Linked DNA regions of Bos taurus: region 2 is linked to region 1. The links are chromatin contacts, called in public Hi-C maps. All regions are on one chromosome and are shown on one strand. Each heading gives the region's core, a stretch centred on a gene start, on an enhancer-like site or on the middle of the called end of the contact. The rest is flanking DNA. Distances are from core to core; before and after follow the strand shown. Region 1 has its middle 47 kb from the start of CD28. Region 2 has its middle 39 kb from the start of CD28.

Region 1 (2,700 bases), core at 3-2,502:
TTGAGAACCTCCAGTATAACAGAAAGCTTTAAGCTTTTGTGCAAGACCTGGGGAATACACACAGATCTTGGCTATCTGTATGGTTATCTGATCTTGATTATCCAAACATATTCCCTTGCAGGAAATATGGAGTTAGGAGAAGGCTTAATTTAAGGATGGATTCTGCACCCCAGAGGCCATTTTCAGAACTGAGTAGTCAAAGTAAATTTGTTGTTGTTCAGTCATTAAGTCATATCCAACTCTTCACAACCCCATGAACTGCAGCACACCAGGCTTCCCTGTCCATCATCTCCTGGAGTTTGTTCAAACTCATATAAGTAAATTAGACCAACCCTAAATCTAATGCCACCAACAGAGAACATTATATGATCTCAGAAGTTCTCTGAATTCCAGTTTCTGCTTTGAGATCTCCTTCAGGGAGCCAAAAATAGAAGACTGTGAACATCAGAGTGCTCAAAACTCCCAAAGTGTTCTCCTCCTTCTGTCTCTCTTCCAACTAAATAGCTTCCAACTGAATAGCATCGACAGATTTTTCCTCCCCTGAAGTTTCTCCCCTGAGCCAATACAATGCTGGGTCCTCTTTTGAAGAAGGTTTGGCTTCAGTAAACTGTACGAGAGAAATAAGTATGAGAGTTTCCCGTCCCTGGCAATATCCATTCAAAATAAGAGTACTTGTGGAAAAATTTCTTTTCCACACTCCTACACACAATACTTTATATATTGCTCTATTGCAACATATTTGATTTTGACTTATATTCTTAGGTGTCTTTTCAACTAAAATATTAGTTCCCTGAAGGTAAGAATTGTCCTGCAACCCTGCAAGGATCTTGTAAACTGTATCTGTCCCACAGTAAACTTGCCAGGACCGGAGGTTGTGAGGAGGGAAGACAGAGAGTGGGGAGGAGGTAATGTCAGGAATTGTTCCCTTGCAGCTGGTATTGCTCCCTAACAACTGTTCCTGCCAAACAAAAGCTCACTTCAGAAAATCAGAGACAGACAGAGGCCAACAGACAGCCATCATGATCATCGCATTCTATAATCACAAACAGCTCAAATTACATTTGCTCAAGCCAATTTAAGTTTCTCAGTTGTTTTGTATAAATAAAACTATTTAACATGCTGAACTATAATAATATAATATTAATACAATGACAAAGAAATAGTGCCTGCTGATATCTACCACCTAGCAGACTTCTTATCTTCTACTTAGCTTCCACCATGCTGGGGAGAAAAGATGTTCTAACACAGGGAGGCAGTGTAGCACAGTGGTTAAGAGCACATGCTTGGTCTCCTGGCAGCACACTGTCCCAGGTTTGCCTCTTCCTGTGCGACCTTGAACAAGTTTCTCAGCCTCTCCAAAGGCTCAGTTTCCTCCACTGCTAGATGAAGATTAAAACTTACCTGTTTGACGGTATTATGAGAATTAAGAAAGAGATTACATGTCAAATCTTGGCCCAACAAAGAGCACCTAGTCAATGTTTGAGCTTGTAGTCAATAAATGAAGAAACAGATCATTTGTTTTTCCCTTTAGACTTCTTGTTTCCTATCCTCATCCCACCCCCAATCTAAGCCAGAAGGAGGGAAATCTCTGGAAGCAGTCTCAGCATGCTTGTCATGTCATGCAGGATTGCTAACAGAGAATGCAATGTCTCTAATTGGCTGGACTCAGCTTTGCTGTTGGCTCAGAGACCTGCTCCACAGCTGTGCCTGCCTCTGTGGACTCCTCCCCTCATGCCTCTGGAATGTCCCCTCCCCTCACACAGCAGCCACCGTGCCTGTCCACGTGGGAGGTGACTATTAGTGTAAGCACTTAGGTAGGTCCCATTCAGGAAATAAGGATTACACAACTTTTATGTAGAGACATAGTCTCCTGAGGCAAAAGTCCACAGTGATAACAAGGCATGGGGCGGGGTAGGGTCACAGGCTTCTGAGAAAAAAATACGCCTTTTTTTTTTTAATAGAGACAAAAAATATGAAGTGTTCCTAGCTTTAGATCTTAGCTATTTCCATAAGATGTTTACTTAACTGTCTATAACTTCTTCAAAACAAAGCCAAGACTGACCACATAGCATAACCAGAAAAAGACAAGGGAACTCTATATAGGTCTACGTGAACAATGAGACCAGGGAGGAATTTTACAATTACAGGTTTCCTTTGACAAAAGGCCCCCTGCATGCCAAACATTTTAAGACTGCTTTGGCCTCAGAAGAAGTGGGAGGTACAGTCACTTGCAATGGTTTATGGACTATCTGAATGTCCGCATAAAGGAAAAGAAATCTGGCACGTACATAATCTAACTGCTGCCTCTAAAGAGTTGCTATTAAAACAACGTTTTAAAAAATGCTTCCTAAAGGAATATAGAACGCACAAACGTGAGGGTAGTCACCTCTGTCAGAAGCTATAGAAGTGCTAAATGACACGGAGCTTAGCTGGCCTAAAGCCAAGTGAAGCCCTTTGCCCTGAAGGAAATTATAGTGCTGTCACTGTGTTGTAATAAGCCTCTACAACACGAAGCATTGTGTTTCTGCTGAGTCTTGAACGAAAAATGAATCAGGATTTGGCTTCCTTAGAGGAAGGGGGAGAAGTGTGTCTTTGCTTCCATAGAAGAGGATATGCACTTGGTCTCATGTATATATTTTACTCATCTTTTTTTTAAATTCTGCTTTTCAAAGAGAGCTATCTTTGAAAAGATTTGCGAAT
Region 2 (2,700 bases), core at 5-2,504, 86 kb before region 1:
AACTGGAAGAGACAGTATGATCACAAAGCCTAAAATATTTGCTATCGGGCCATTTCCAGGAAAAAAAATTGTCAATCCTGAGCTAAGATGTGAAACATGTTAGAGATGGGAAATAAGAACATCTCAAAAAATTTTTTCAAGCAAACCTGAAATCAAATAGCCACATTCAGGTCTGAACACATAATTAAGAATAAGTGGTTATCCTGATTAGGGTATTTTTAAAAAGAAGAGACATACAACATCTACACTCTGTACTTGCTGAGCATCAAGATAGTAACACTGTGTTGCTTGCTGCCACGTCTCCATCCTAGCCTACTTCTTAGAGCTGGGCAAGTGCTCATTAAATAGTTATAAAGTGGATGGGAAAAAAGAGAAGAGGAAGAGATATAGAACAAGTGAAACAAGAGTTGCATAGGGTTGGAAATGCAAAGGGGACCCCAAGAAAACCTCAGATTTGTCTACCCTCTTGGAATATGTAACAGGTTCTTGAAAGTTAGCAAGAATGCACATTTTGGAAGCTAACATATCTAATACTAAGTGTGTGCCCAGAAGACCAAGATATGACTAAGTAACCATGGTAATTGCCATGACGCCTACTCAAGCCCACCTTGTCCCACCCACTTCCTCAGTCACCAGACACTCATCTATTTAGTCCAGAGACTAAATTCAGACTTGGAGATTAGCAAGGGGAAGGAAGTCAAATCTGACGCTCACGAAATAAACAGCACCACTTGTCACTGTTGATCTTTGATTAACTGGCTCTTCTTTCCGAACCAAGGCCTTTCTTTCTCTCTCTCTCTCTCTCTCCCTCTCTCTGTGCTTGCAGGTGACACCCACACATATCCTTCAGTGTTGGCAGAGATGCTCACTCAGATAACAACTGGAGTTCATGCTACACATTTTCATCGGCGTGTGTCATCATCACCAAGCAAAACCACAACTATAGGAAAACAAAGCTGTTTGCTGCTCTTCTGTCTCAACTGACATTTCCACCTAGCTCTCACAATTTGTTCTTTGGAGCCAGAGGAGTGTTTCAATCTATCATTGAGATAGTTCTGCCTGTTGAAGTGTAAGTAGAATCCAATCCACCCTTACGCAAAGATAAATTCACCTTTCTGTGACATTTTGTCCCTTCAAATTCCCAGCATTCCAAAACTTTTCACTGAGTTTACACAGGCAAATAAGATAAGGAAACGGGCTTAGGAAGCACACATTCTGGCCTTTAGAATGGCCTCAATAATGAGATCAGCTCGACACAGATGACATATTCTTGGATCACCCATATTTCATCCTTAGTGTTTTTCAAGCATGGAGCCCAGTGTCTGTACTCTGAAAGGAACAAAAGTCACCCTGAGGAAGTGAGCTCCACTTTGCCCTGGACAGTGGCCTGGATCTCTAAGTGCTGAGAGCCTGGGAATCTTCAAAGAGAAAGCCACACATTCCTTTGGGATGCCAAATCCGAGAACCACCCACTGAGATTAATTCCAGAAGAGCTAAACTTCTGAGCACCACTATTGAAAAGCTAAGAGTTGGTGCCTCAGCTAAAGAGACACAGATAAGATGACCAACTAGTTTCTGATAACTCCCAAACCATCCCATTTACTACTGCTTAGGTTGGTGGTCAAACCACCAGGGAAGCCCAGGGTAGGGGTTAGGGCCCCTATTATGATTGATCCAGAAGTTTCTTTGATTTTTTTCTCACTCATCCATTATCTCTGTTCCAGACAAGGAGAGGAGAAAGTGTTCTGCTTTAAAAGGAATCAATCTCTTATCAGACTGGATTTTAAAAAGTGAAGTCAGGGCTGTGGCACACTGGTCTCTTAGCTACATAGTTAGAACAGGGTGGGAGGTCTGTTAGGTGAAGTCATGAAAGGTTTGCAATTTATTTCATTTTGCACTTGAGTTTCAAAGGGCTGAAACCTTTTCACAGAACCAGATTACACTAGTTTTATTAGCCCAGTAAAGGAATATTTATTAAGGCTATTCATTTAATGCTTGATTTTTTTTTTTTACCAACTTATCCTTTTCTGGTTGATTTGGTTTATGCAATCAAATTCATGAGTTACTAGCTAACTTGAGTCTTTCTTGGAGTAGGAGATTTTGGTTATCTTTAAGTTTAATGAGCTCCATTTCCACAAAGAAAATAGTCTATTTAGAGATGAAGTCATAGCACACCCAGGTGACTCCAGGCCACACTCAAAGCACAATTTGTAATCAAGTAATGGTAGCTATTACATGAAGTAATAGCTGTGTCTCTTGTGCAAGGGCCTTTCCCTACCCCCAAGAGGATAGCACTGTGTGTGGTGATTAATATACCTATTTGAATTTTTCAACTTGCTCCAAATGTGACAGTTTTGTTTATTGTTCTTCTTTTAAACTATCGCATGCCATTGGCCTGTTCAGTTAAGACAAGAGTATGACAGGAGAAGCTTAAACTGTCTATCCTCAGCATTCCCATCCTTGAGTTCTTTTAGAATCACAGCCAGGCAAAGCATTTATAGAATTCAGTGGGTCAAGAAAAAAGGAAAAGAAAGAGCAGTGATTTTGTAGTAGGATAGGATTTTAACAGCAAAGCCAACATTTTCAGATGATTTATACTAAATGCATGTTTAAAACAGTCAATTCTCCATTAAGAGGCAATTTGGAGACTTCAATGAGAAATCGACTTAATCTTGACTTAGCATGACTTTTTAAGATGAC

Evidence for each region. Hi-C and Micro-C count contacts between places; a contact is called where the count stands out from the background.
Region 2: a contact with region 1 is called in a Hi-C map of liver, with 2.3 times the contacts expected there. The contact joins two enhancer-like sites. A contact is called at or near these places in 2 of 11 Hi-C or Micro-C datasets (both in liver).

The regions. Positions count from the first base shown.
Region 1 is chr2:91,857,518-91,860,217 of ARS-UCD2.0, reverse strand. No RefSeq gene overlaps it. Among named protein-coding and RNA genes, the nearest start is that of CD28, 47 kb to the left of the region's middle. Within about 2 kb of position 1,252, at least 52 of the 102 cell types and tissues checked have an H3K27ac peak or open chromatin away from gene starts, as enhancers often do. A contact at or near this core is called in liver, where this site is marked.
Region 2 is chr2:91,943,530-91,946,229 of ARS-UCD2.0, reverse strand. No RefSeq gene overlaps it. Among named protein-coding and RNA genes, the nearest start is that of CD28, 39 kb to the right of the region's middle. Within about 2 kb of position 1,254, at least 17 of the 102 cell types and tissues checked have an H3K27ac peak or open chromatin away from gene starts, as enhancers often do. A contact at or near this core is called in liver, where this site is marked.